Regions from separate parts of the Mus musculus genome. Here regions 2 and 3 are each linked to region 1. The links are chromatin contacts, called in public Hi-C and HiChIP or PLAC-seq maps. All regions are on one chromosome and are shown on one strand. Each heading gives the region's core, a stretch centred on a gene start, on an enhancer-like site or on the middle of the called end of the contact. The rest is flanking DNA. Distances are from core to core; before and after follow the strand shown. Region 1 holds the start of Ccnyl1 (cyclin Y-like 1). Region 2 holds the start of Rpe (ribulose-5-phosphate-3-epimerase). Region 3 overlaps Kansl1l (KAT8 regulatory NSL complex subunit 1-like).

Region 1 (3,908 bases), core at 1,287-3,786:
TTCTTGGGGACATCACTTATTAATTCCTCCTTTTCTTCGAAGTCTGAAATTGTGTTGTGCTCATGGGCTCTTACTCTTTTAGTATTAAAGTACTTTCATCTTGCTTTTTCTCCCATCTTAAGAGAAAATTTCTTTAGTTATATACCCTCTGCCTTCTTCTCCCCTCAGGATTCATTTTCATACAACACTTAACAATGTCAAAAACTTTCTTCTCCAAACTTATTCTTCTTTTTATCTGTCTAGGGGAGCGGCATCAAAACCCGCCTACCCTCTAAATCAGAACTTTAGACTTTTTTTTTTTTTTTTTTTTTTTTTGCCTTCTACTTCTGTTCTCCCTCCATATCCAATAGGTAAGTACTTCCTATTTCACTTAGGAAATAAGTTCTTTGTCCACTTAGTCACCAGTGCCCTTTGTTGGAGTTGTCTTTCTTTCCTAGGAAAAGACTAGGCTTCCTTAACTAGACCTTTCTTCCCTTCCTTCTTACTGTCCAGAATAACATAGTCTTAAATACACATGACAATGACTTCTGAACTTCATGTTCAACACTTATTTCCAGTATAAAATCTAAACTCTTGGTCTGGAGAGATGGCTCAGCGGTTAAGAGCACTGACTGCTCTTCCAGAGGTCCTGAGTTCAATTCCCAGCCACCACATAATGGCTTACAACCATCTGTGATGGGAGCCAATGCCTCTTCTGATGTGTCTGAAGACAGCCACAGTGTACTCATACAAATACAATAAATATATACATTAAAAGAAAACAACTAAACTCTTGACCTCATTGACTTTGGGGTCAGATATTTGTGTTTGTACTCCAAGAGCAGCAGTGTGAACTCGTACAGCTAGATTCTCCAAATCTTTGCTTCTCATTTGCCTAAATTTACTGGGAGCCTGGACTGCTGGACTTCAGGAACAGAAATGAACGAGAAGATTCAATTAGGGAAGATATTTAAAATCCCCAAGTGAAAAGATTGCTCTTCCTTAAAATGAACACTACCAAGCACCAACAGTCTCTGTCATTTTCCCTAACCGTGACTTCCTTTCACAGGTACTCGGAGATAAACCTGGAATCCAGACTATTCTGGCCCCTACACGAGCAGTAACCTTGTCATGTAACCTTGAGAAAGTTACTCAGTTTCTGCATGCTCCCCCTACCCTGCCACCGATCAGTAAAATCTGGGAGATCGAACATTGGACTGCTCTTTAGACTTAGCGCTAAGGGAGCTCGGTTGGCATGGTTGGCAATACTTGGTGCATGCTAAAGGTCAATTGCTCTCTACCATCCCCATCACTTAGGACTGTGGGCACCCCACAGTGTGGTTCTCTATTTTGTGGGAGAAAACTGTTCTCTGCATTGCTAGTTAAAGAAACAAAGTCTGGAAACTCCTGTCTTGTGATGGCAGAAAACAAGCGAAACCGGAGTTGCTGGCTCCCAGCTTTTCTGAACCGAGAGTTTGGTCCTTATTTGACGTACGAGGAAATTGAAGAGTGACGTGTCCTCGGGTTTCATGCAAGACACAGTCACGACTCTTTATTGAGAGTAAGGAGCGAGCCCCGGGGTTGCTATGGCCAAGTTGCAAGCGAGAACGTAACACTGGGAAGACAGGAGAAGAGCATTTAGCCATATACAACCGGCTAAGTCCAGTGCAACTTACTTGGGTGAGCAAAGGGAAGCTGTCAAACATGGAGAGACCAAACTGCTGACAAAACCAACTCTTCACCAGGCCGGACCTTCGGGGCCCGCCTTGAAGGGCGGCCTCGAGTAACAAACTGCCGCAGCTCCCCAGTAGGAGCCGGACTCGGCGCAGCTCGAGATGAATGGAAACCAGAATTCGCGCGGCTCAGCTTAAGGGACGGGGCGGGGCTTTGTGAGTCACGTGCCTGGGCCGTAGGCGGGTGCGTGGAGGGAAGTCCGGGTCTGATTGGCTACCCGTCACCAGGTGACCGCGGAGCGCGTTCCGGTTGGCAGGAGCCGGCTAGCGGCCTTCAGTTCGGAGGCGGCGACGGAAGGAGGAGGAGCTCCGGCCGCGCTCTCGGCCCGCAGTGGCTGCGTCTCCCAGCGCTTGTCGGGTCCCCACCCCTTTTAAATAAGCCGGGCTGGTCGCCGCCCTCGCAGACTAGTCCGCTGTGGGGAGGCGGCGGCGGCGAGCCGGCGGGGGTGCGGCCGAGGCCGGAGCCCTGCCCCGGGCTGGGCGGCGGGGCGGGCGGGCGCGCAGCGGGCGCGGCGGCGAGTGCGGGCGGGCGCAGCCCCGCTCTGCCCGGGGCTGCCGGCGCCGACCGCGCCATTGTTGGGGGAGGGGGCGGGCGCGGAGTCCGGGGCGAGCGGAGGCGCAGGCGTCGGCCGAGCGGAGCGGACGCTCCCCATGGGGAACACGCTGACCTGTTGCGTGTCCCCCAATGCCAGCCCCAAGCTGGGCCGGCGCGCGGGGCCGGCAGAGCCCGACTACGAGTCCGAGGTCTACGAGGCGGCGGCCGGGGACGCGGTGGCGGTAGCGCCGGCGCCCGCTGCGGCCGTGGAGCCCGCCGAGTTGGATTTCGGAGCCGGCGAGGGCCACCACCTGCAGCACATCAGTGACCGAGAGATGCCCGAAGGTGAGGAGGCAGCGGGCGCGTCCGGGCCGTGGCGCACCTCTGGCCTCCACCGACTCCCTGGGTCCCGCTGGGAGGCGGCCGCCGCCTCGGGTTCCTTCCTGCCGGGATTATTCCTGGCGCAGGCCTGGACACCGGGAATGAGGGCTGTGGCTCGTGTTCCCACCCCTTATTCTTTCTCGGCCACGTCTGGCCAGTTTCTCTCCCACCCCTACGCCCAGTTCTTCACTCTTCCCATTCTCTCATTCTGACCCGGGACCCTGTACCCGGCACCGCTTCCTCTTTGTACTGCTGTGTACCGTCCAGTGGAACTTAAGACTTCAAGAGACTATAATTGCCCCTTTTCTTAATAAAACTCCCAGGTACCCCTAACCTCAGAATAGCCATCCCATCTCTCTGTCCTTACTTAGGCAGATGGTACGTAAGGTAAGAGCATAATGTTCCTCTTGCTCTGAACGAGTTGAGTAACTGATACTAGAGCAATCTAGATTCAGCATGGTTAAAGATTTCTTATTTACGTTCAAGTAGAGATTGCCACCAAAATGTGTATGGTATTAAGTAGGATTTTGAAAGTAGCCTCAATAATAAAGGTTGCTTTATTACTTTCAGTTATAGTTGGAACACAGAAAGAGGAGACTTCTGTGAAAGATGTTAGTTTCTTTCCAGGCTTCAGAAAAGTACTGCTTCCCCTCCCTAACAAGGAGTAGTTCTGCTTGCTTTAAAATTATCATTTTGGTAAATACATCGCCATTTAACAAATTTCATTTATTTTACCTCTTCCAAAGGAAGCAGGGTGGGGAGAGATTGTTCATTGGGCGTTTAAATGGAGCCAAAAGCTTAAATTTAGCTTTAAATTAGTAATGTAAAGGTTTGGGATTTAAGAAGACAGCCCCCTGCGGGTGCCTGTAATATTTGTTTCTATGGCTCCATTTCCCTGCACACCTTCAGCCTGGAGGTTCTTACTTGGTGCTAAGAAAGTTGAAGCTCGAAAACTGATCCATTGCAGGGTGAGCTGGCTGGGTAGGTAGGAGGGAGAAGAGGAAATACTTGGTGTTTTATAATTATAAAATTTTTGAAAATCTGTGAATTGGGTAAAAAGTAATTCTAGATAGCAGTGTGGTTATTGAATGAAGGCTACAGATCTATAAGACAACGTATCATGAGATGTTTAAGCTACATTGGCTTGTTGGCTTCACTACAAATGAGTTCCTTTAGAATAACTTAAGGCCCATGATCGATACACTTTTGTAACTTTTTGTAATAGTCAAATGTTGTAAAAGAATGTAAAGGTAATTGTATCTTTAAACAGTGGAGTGTGT
Region 2 (4,256 bases), core at 508-3,007, 2.0 Mb after region 1:
AAAGATATTTATGAAAGCTAATGATTTCTGTGTTTGAATATGCACATATAATAAAATAAATCTAAGATCATTTAATGTGCTCTAATTTCACTTCTTTCCATTGGGAATGGGATAGCTCATTCAGGATCATTTTTCAAGACCTGGTCTGTGCCTTCCTTCATCTCTTGTTCTTCAGACTTCCACTCTAAAGTGGAAGCCTAAAGCCATTTTTAGCTTAAAGTCACTAATGGGTAAACACCCCCAGTCCCTCTACCGCCATATTTGATACCTACCTACTTCTGTTTCTCATCTTCTATCTTTCAAAATAAAGCAAAATGTAGATATGGAAGACAGCAAGCCAAATTGACTTCACTGCCCGGATTATGACCCGGAATGCTGGTATATCCCCAAGTCAGAATATTAAAGACTATTGTCTTCTAACTGTGTCCCCTGCAGAAACCATGGCATCTAAATTACCAGCATGCTTTTAATAAAACTATGAGAGCCCTATCCTTGTTCTTTAGGAATTGCTCTTGTTCTATCCACGTGTATCTTCATGTACCTTTTCATTTTTTCCTGGCCCAGACTCTGGATACGTTTGACATTACGCCACTTATCCATTTCAAGAATTATGGCTGGATAGCAACTCTATCAGACTGGCTATGAAAGACCCACAACGTGAGGACTCCCCCACGTTCTGACTCAGGAGAGGCGACACCCCAAATCACACAAGAAACGGTCTTACTGCAAACTTATTCAAGAGGGCTCTCGGGCCCACGGTCATACACCACGCAGGGGTAGAGGTCTGTGGCACACCGATTAGCTGGGTAAGGAGGTATTTAAAGGAAGAAACCACAACTCAAGGAAGTGGGGAGGGCTTTGTTGGAAAATACCAAAGATACCAGTTAAGAGTCCCAAGGAAGTGCAAAGTCACAAGAGTCACAAGGAATACCTGGTAATTGTTCCAGTTATCTCTCAAGACAGTTTCTAAGAGCCCCTAACAATAGCACATTTGCATAGCAATGGTCAGGGTGACTTTCTTTGAATGAACACTCTTTGAACCCAGGAAGCGGGTGGGTGGAGGAATGTCGCTATCTGTTTTATGATTAGCATCATTAAGTCACAGAGGTCACATTCCCATGCCTGGGCCTAAAGGCCTAGAATTTTGTTTTTACGTTATACTTTCAGCTACTGCAAAAATTCCTACACTGAGTACTCAGCAGTCACCAGTTATCAGCAGCTTGACTAAGGAACATCTCAGAAGAGAGGACTGTAAGAGACAGAGGGTGGGGGAAGTTCAACGGAATGCTGCAATTAATGATTGCATAAGCAACTGTGGCTCCCTGCACAAAACCTACAGACACGTGAGGTGAAGTTATTTAAGTAGGAGAGGAGTTAATTGGGAAGAAGGGGTCAGGAGGAGTGGCTGGGGTAAGAAAGGGTAATGGGGTTGAATATGATCACAATATATGCTATACGTGTATGAAACAGAGAAAAAAATAAAAACAAATTTCCTACATTGTAGGTGGTAGTCTAGCTGATCAACCCGTAGAACTTCTTACATTGTACTCAATAAACTATTTTCCCTTTCAAAAGGAAAAGAAGCCAGAAGATCCTTGGAAATCCAAGACAGAAGGCAGAAGCTCTGCACCTGGCTCCGCCCCTAGCCAGCCAGCTGACGCCCCCCCCCCAGGAGGAGGCGGGACTTCCTCGCCGCAGGGCAGCTGCTTCCGGCAGAGTCCGGAAGAGAGTGCGAGGTGGGAGGGGGCGGAGCCAGTGCGGCGCGCCCAATCGGGACGGAGTCTTGGCTGGCCCGGGCTCTCGTGGGCTCACTCGCTCTAGGGAACCGGCACCATGGCGTCGGGCTGCAAGATCGGCCCGTCCATCCTCAACAGCGACCTGGCCAACCTGGGGGCCGAGTGCCTGCGCATGCTGGACTCGGGGGCCGACTACCTGCACCTGGATGTAATGGACGGGTAACTCCGCGGGGCTCGGGGCGGGCTGGCCGCGCGGGTCGGCGTCGCTGCACCTCAGCGAGCGCCTGTTGGGTGCACGGCGCCCCTGTGCGACGACGGGCTGCCTGGCCAAGCGCGCTGCCGAGGGCACCGAGCCGGCCCTGGCTGACTTTGGGGCCCGGTCCTTTCCCCGCCACCCCGTAACCTGTGGTGATAGGACCCGGGAGCCACCTCCAGTGTTCAGGATCTTCCTCTGGTGAACTCGTAGAGAAACTGAGGCCCAACGGGACAGGCGCGACTTGCTCGATCGAACTCAGATAACTAACTAGTTCTCGACAAAGCCGGCAGACAGCCTCAGCTTGACACCTGGATGGGCTTCCGGAGTTCGACCACTTGCCGACTTGTCTTAGGCAAGCCGCTTCAGCCTTGATTGGGACTCGGGTTCAGTGTGAGGAAAATGGAAGGATTATTGATCATAGAACGCTTCCGCGTCTTGGGGAACTTGAAACGAGCAAGTCCAGTGCCTGGCGTGTAACAGATTCTCTGCAGTTGTTAGTTGTATCGAATAACCCATTCGAATTCTGATTTTCCTGTCTATTTTCTCTTCAGGCACCCTGCTCTTCAGGGAGGTCAGTTTTTTTGTAAGTAATTTTTAAGCACTGTAGTTATAATGCTCAGAATCAGGGTACAAGTTTCCTAAGTTGGTTCTAAAGTGAGGAAACAAACCTAGACCCAAAGGAGGCTGGAGGACTTGCTCAAGATTACAGAAGATTGTGACAGACTTGGAACTTGAATCTTCTTGGCTTTTTGACTAGCATTTCCCACCGAAAGTTTACATAAAATTATAAAAGACCTTGGGAGTGAGATAGAAAAATAAATTTATTTCAAATAAGCAAAATCTGTTTGCCCTCAGTCACATTGGCAAATATGTGTTATTTACATCAGTTTCGTTTCTTGTTGGAGGTTTTGCTGTTCTTTCTGGTTTTTTTGAGACAAGGTCTGTATAAATCTTAACTGGCCTCAAACTCAAAATCTTGCCTCAGCTTCCCAAATGCTGGGATTATGGGCACGGGTCCCCACACTCAGTTACACTAATTCTTTTTAACATCACTGCTGTTTTGTCCATAGCAGTTTTGTTTCTTTTGGCTCTCCGTGGTTAAATCTCATTTTTCTTAACACTTACTTGAAAGCCCTTGACCGGCTGGAATGTGTACCCCAGAGATGGTGTTGATTTCGATGCCTGAGAAAATGTAGGGGTCCTAGCATGGCACAGACTGCAGGTGTAATGAGCCTGCTTGATGCAGAGGGGAGGGGTGGACACCAGTGCTTTCACTTTGCTAATACAAATGTTGCTGTAGACCAGGCTTGCCTCACCTGCTTCTGCCTCCTGAGTGTGCCCAGCTTTTTTAACCTTATTTTTAAACGTGTCTAGTTTTTGAGATTCTATATAATATAACTAAATCATTCCCCCTTCTCTTTCCTCCCACAAACCCTCACACAGACCCTATACCTCCTTGCTCTTTTTCAAAACCATGACCTTTTAAAATATTATTAAATACATATGTAAAAATACAGACACACATATATCCCTAAATACATAAATTTGACCTGCTCAGTCTGTATAATGCCACTTGTGTGTATATTTTCAGAGCTGGCCATTTGGTATTGGATGAGACTGTGTCTCCTGCTCTCAGAATTCCTTAGATATCTGGTCCTTTGTGTAGGGCCAGGGCTCTGTGGGCTGTCCAGGTACTCTTTGAGGTTAATATGTTATCGTGAAGAGTAAGGTATATTGCTATGTCTCTCTCTCCTGGTGTACTGTAAACTTTCCAAGAGCAGGATCTGACTTTCCTTGATAAGAGACATTAAAGCATGTTATCATTGCTTAGTAATAGTAGAAAGCATCTCTGAGAATCACCGATGCCCCCCCCTTCCCCCAGCTGGCCCCCTTCCCCATATCAGACTTAAGTTAGTAAATAAGGCAAAAAAATTATTTTAAATCGTTCTACTTTTAACAATTTTTATGCCTTTAAATCTATACCTACCTTTTTTCTTTCCTTTGAAGTAAAAGCTATTTCCATTCATCTTTTGCAAAAGAGGAAACCAGTTTGGGGAAGTACAGCTCCTTTCCCATCACTCTGGCAGAATAGACAAAGCCTGATGTCTCCAGAAGAGAGCTGTGGGATCCCTTTACAAAGGTGGCCAGCCTCCTCTGCTTACTCTCCACCCCTCCGTTTTCTTCTCTGTTTCAAACTGATCTTATCTAGAAAGTCAGAAACTAGGCTAAGAAACACTAGGTGGCCAGACACAAGTATGGTTAAA
Region 3 (4,295 bases), core at 484-2,983, 2.1 Mb after region 1:
AATATAAAAGCAAGCAGTACTACACACAGCAATGATTTGTGAGCCCACCATTGTCTTCTATTGCTATTTAAGAACTATTCAACAGCACCATATACATTGTACATTTCCAGACCATATACTGAGCCACATGAATTAAATATCAAAATAAGAATAAAAAAATTTAAATTTTCCATACAAAAATGTAAAAAAGTAAAACCATCCCTTTTGCAGATGATATATGATATTAGAGATCCCAAAAAGTCTATCATAAAATTTCTAGAAATGATAAAATTCAGCATCATAGATCAACTTGCACAAAATACATGAACAGACAGAAAAGAAAAGATGATGGACACACTCCCATTCACAATGGCCTCAGAATAAGCCAAGCCAAGGAAATGAAGAACCTCTATAATGAAAACCACTGGAAAAAAAGAGATAGACATTACAAAATGGAAAGACACCCTTGCTCATGGGTTGTTAGTACTAACATTGTGAAAATGTCATTTCTGGAAAAATATATTTACAGATTCAGTGCAATCCAAATCAAAATTCCAATCTCATTCCTCACAGAAACAGAAGGCATTCTAAACTTCATATGGAATCACAAAGATCCCAGCTATCCAGAGCAATTCTGAACAAAAAAAGAAACAATGCAGGGAGTTTAATTCCAGATTTGAGATAAATTACAGAGCCACAGTAGTAAACACAACATATAGACACAAAAACAGACATGGGGCTAATGGAACAAAATGCAAAGACCCAAATATGACCACATCTCACTTAGCCACTTAATATTTGACAAAGAGACCAAAAACACACACTGGAAGAAAAAAAGAAATCATCTTCTCAAATAGTTCTGAGGAAATTGGATGACCACATGCAGAAGAATGAAATTAGACCCATTTTTTATCACCTTGCTTGAAAACTATAAGTGGATCAACGACCAAACCTGAGATCCAAAACTACTGGAAGAAAACACAGGGAGTGCCCTACATGGTTGAGGGTAGGAAAGGTCACCGTTTTCCCCAAGAAGCAAGGCTTCGATTGTTTAGTGAGATTTCACAGAAGTAACAAGCCTCTGCATAGCTAAAGAAAGAGCCAGGTGAAGAGGAGGACCACAGAATGGGAGAGACTCTTCACCAGCTAGACATCTGACAGAGGTTTAATATCCACAACATAGAACTAAAAAATACAAAGAGGAGTCTGGGACATGAATGGAGAGTTTCAAAAGAAGGAAAAAATTACTAAGAAATATCTCAAAATCTGTTCACCATCCATAGCAATTAGCAAAATCTAAATCAAAACTTTGTGATTTCATTTGATCCTAGTGAGAATGGCTGGAATCAACAAACAACCTACATCAAACGCTGAGTACTCGTTTACTGCTGTGGGTATTGCAAATAGGTACAGGTACTGTTGAAATCAGTGGAGAGAACTCTCAAAAGGTTAAACAATATATATATTGTATGACTCAGCTATACCGCCCCTTGGCATATGCCCAAAGGGTTCAACATTCTACTCCACAGAAATTTGTTCAGCTGTGTTCATTGCTGTTCTACTCACTATAGCTAGGAAATAGAAACAAAACATAAACCAAAAACTGGAAGACCTACTCCTTGATTCTAAAATGACTAGAATAACCAAAATAATATAACAGCAGTATAAACATAGGCAGATGTATAGAACAGTAGAACAAAGAACAGAGAAAGTATTTGCATATATGGTCAAATGAGTTTTGAGAAATAGTGTCAAAACCATTCAACAGAAAAAGCAAAGTATGATCTTTCAACTAATGCCCCTGGGAAAACTGGAGATCTACATGCAAAAGAACTAACTCCACATACCAAAATTAACTCAAAATGGACCAAATACCTCACTAGAAGATCCTTGAAGAAAATATAAGAACACCAAAGGCACAGATAAAAATACAATAGATAAAATAGACTTCATAAAAATAATAAAGTAAAAAGACAACAAACAAAAGAATAAAGATATGAAAATTAAATACTATGTAAGCAATTATTATCAAGATAAAGACTCCCTAAAATACAGCAACAACAAAGCCACTCAGAAATAGGCAAAAGGCCTGATTTATAGATATTTCTCCAGAGAACATATACAAATAACCAATAAACATAAAAATATCTAAACACCATTAATACTAGGAAATTGTAAACTGAAATTGAAAAGAGATACCACCTGACATTCAGTATTATTATCAGTTAAAAAATAAGCAAAAAACCAAACTGTTGGCCACAACTTAGAGAAATGGAAACTATTATATACTATAGTTCATTAAAAATTAAAAACAGAATTATCATACAATCCTCTAACTCCATTTCTGGATGTATAGCCAAAAGATTTTTTTTTTTTGGTTTCTTTGTTTCTCAGAAAGGATCACACCATTGAGCCCTGGCTGGCTTGGAAATCACTATCTAGGCAGGGAGACCTGTACTCAAAGAAATCCACTTGCCTCCCTTTCCCATGTGCTGTGGTTAAAGGCATACATCCTTGTTCCACTGAAAAGAGTGCTTTGAAAAGAGAATTTCTTTCACTCTATTCACAGCACACAGACAACAGCTAAAATGTGAAACAATTTACATATCTATCATTGGTAAACAAAATGTGATGAATATACAGCTATTCAGCTTTCAAAAAGGAAATTCAAGTATATACTACAATGTCCATAAATGAAAGGACCACGGGCTATATAATAAGCCAGCCACAAAAAACCTAGGTATTATTATGTTTCCACTATAAACAGACATGGTTATTAATGTTATGGAGACTGAAAACTAGATAGTCACTGTTTAATAGGTATAGTTTTCAGTCTTAAAAGAGGCCAGGCAGGGAGTGATGCATGCCTTTAACCGTAGCACTCTGAAGGCAGAGGCAGGCAAATCTCTATGAATTCAGGCCAGCCTGATCTACAACATGAGTTCCAGGATTGCCAAGGCTACAAAAAGAAAAAAAAGGTGGAAAAAAGGAAAAGAAATAGAAAGAAAATGGATGCCTGATATTATTAAATTACTTAATACTATTATGTTGTACACATAAAAATGAATACATTAACAAATTGTGTTATACACACATTTGACAATAAAAAGGTTTTAAAATGTATAATATTTCTATTAACTTAAGCTCAATGTTTTTAATTGTTTAAACATACTGTCAAATTATATATACATATATGTATATATATACAGGCTTGAGAAAAGCAACATTAATATTAAGAAATTAATATTTGAAAACCTGAAACTAGCTCCTTTCATGAAATTTAATAAAAATTAATTTATGTGAAAAATTATACAGGTAACAATTTTAACAAAAAACTAACAATACCTTAGAGGCACGAATCTGCCTGTGGATATCTGTTAGCTGCTGGATTTTGTATTCCAGCTCTGAAATCTGAGCTTGAAGCCAAGTCCATCGGCTGCCAACTTGTGCTCTGTCTACAAGCCACTTCCATTCAGTACTAGAGTTGCTGGGAACAAAACAAACACTGTTAGTCAAAGCACAAAGTCAGATTGTCAGAGTGCTAATAACTTCCTTGACTAGTTTCATAAAATGTAATTTCTTTTAGAAGACATGTACACTACATCAAGGGAAAATAGCAGACTGATTTCTTATCAAAGGAAATTTGATTCCTTACCTTTCTACCACATGAATACTTGGCTTTCGTCAATATTATGTACCTAACAGTAGGATAATCCCTCTGTAATTTAATATGCTACTGATGCTAAGGGCTTGCATGGGGAATGAACCAGTAAGGAAAAGGAAACAAGAATAACAACTCCAACATCCCGTAACATCTGTTCTGTGAGGATTTTACAAGTAAAAGTGGAAGTCAAGTACTAGATAACCCATCTGAACTATACCTAAATTCACTTACTAAACTCTAGTGTACCTGATTTAACTGTAATTTCTACTTAGTAGACTATAGCATCATTATATTACTAATACTTAAAATTAAAGGCATTGACAATAATTTACAAAAATGAATCCTCTGCTGTATTTCCTTCTCATTTTCCCTCTCCTCCCTTTCCCTTCCCTCCCTCCCTCCATTCCTCTCTCCCTCTGCCCCTTGCTTCCTCTCTTTCTTTCTTTTAATAGTATCTCACTGAATACGTTGGATGGCCTGAACCAAGCTCTGTAGCCCAGGCTGGCCTCAAACTCAGAAATCTACCTGCCTCTGACTCCCAAATGCCTGTGCCACTATGACCAGACTTTACATTTCAAATCACTATTTTGAATACATAGGTCTTCCATTGTTTTTTTAAGATAAATATCTAGTTAAAAATTTAATGACTATG

Evidence for each region. A called contact is a pair of places that touch in the nucleus more often than the background predicts. HiChIP or PLAC-seq counts read pairs in DNA pulled down with a chosen protein or histone mark.
Region 2: an H3K27ac HiChIP or PLAC-seq map of embryonic stem cells shows a contact between it and region 1, with 4 times the contacts expected there. The contact joins the promoter of Rpe here to the promoter of Ccnyl1 in region 1. A contact is called at or near these places in 2 of 39 promoter capture datasets (both in liver) and 2 of 115 datasets of contacts at active chromatin or transcription factors (embryonic stem cells and large pre-B cells).
Region 3: a contact with region 1 is called in a Hi-C map of B cells, with 5 read pairs. The contact joins the enhancer-like site here to the promoter of Ccnyl1 in region 1. A contact is called at or near these places in 3 of 39 promoter capture datasets (embryonic stem cells, hippocampal neurons and pre-B cells) and 1 of 484 Hi-C or Micro-C datasets (B cells).

Annotation. Positions count from the first base shown.
Region 1 is chr1:64,688,809-64,692,716 of GRCm38.p6, forward strand. It overlaps Ccnyl1 (cyclin Y-like 1), which reads left to right and starts at 2,537. Exons shown (of 10, transcript NM_001097644.1): 1 at 2,537-2,592. The coding sequence starts at 2,583. 2810408I11Rik (RIKEN cDNA 2810408I11 gene) reads right to left here and starts at 1,851. Exons shown (of 2, transcript NR_038009.1): 1 at 1,656-1,851.
Region 2 is chr1:66,699,074-66,703,329 of GRCm38.p6, forward strand. It overlaps Rpe (ribulose-5-phosphate-3-epimerase), which reads left to right and starts at 1,758. Exons shown (of 6, transcript NM_025683.3): 1 at 1,758-1,955. The coding sequence starts at 1,834. Unc80 (unc-80, NALCN activator) reads left to right here. Exons shown (of 65, transcript NM_001368824.1): 65 at 1-77.
Region 3 is chr1:66,774,643-66,778,937 of GRCm38.p6, forward strand. Kansl1l (KAT8 regulatory NSL complex subunit 1-like) reads right to left here. Exons shown (of 15, transcript NM_001122738.1): 3 at 3,325-3,466. All of the region lies in intron 1 of Gm46093 (a long non-coding RNA gene), which reads left to right. Among named protein-coding and RNA genes, the nearest start is that of Gm46093, 39 kb to the left of the region's middle. Within about 2 kb of position 1,734, at least 2 of the 459 cell types and tissues checked have an H3K27ac peak or open chromatin away from gene starts, as enhancers often do. A contact at or near this core is called in B cells, where this site is marked.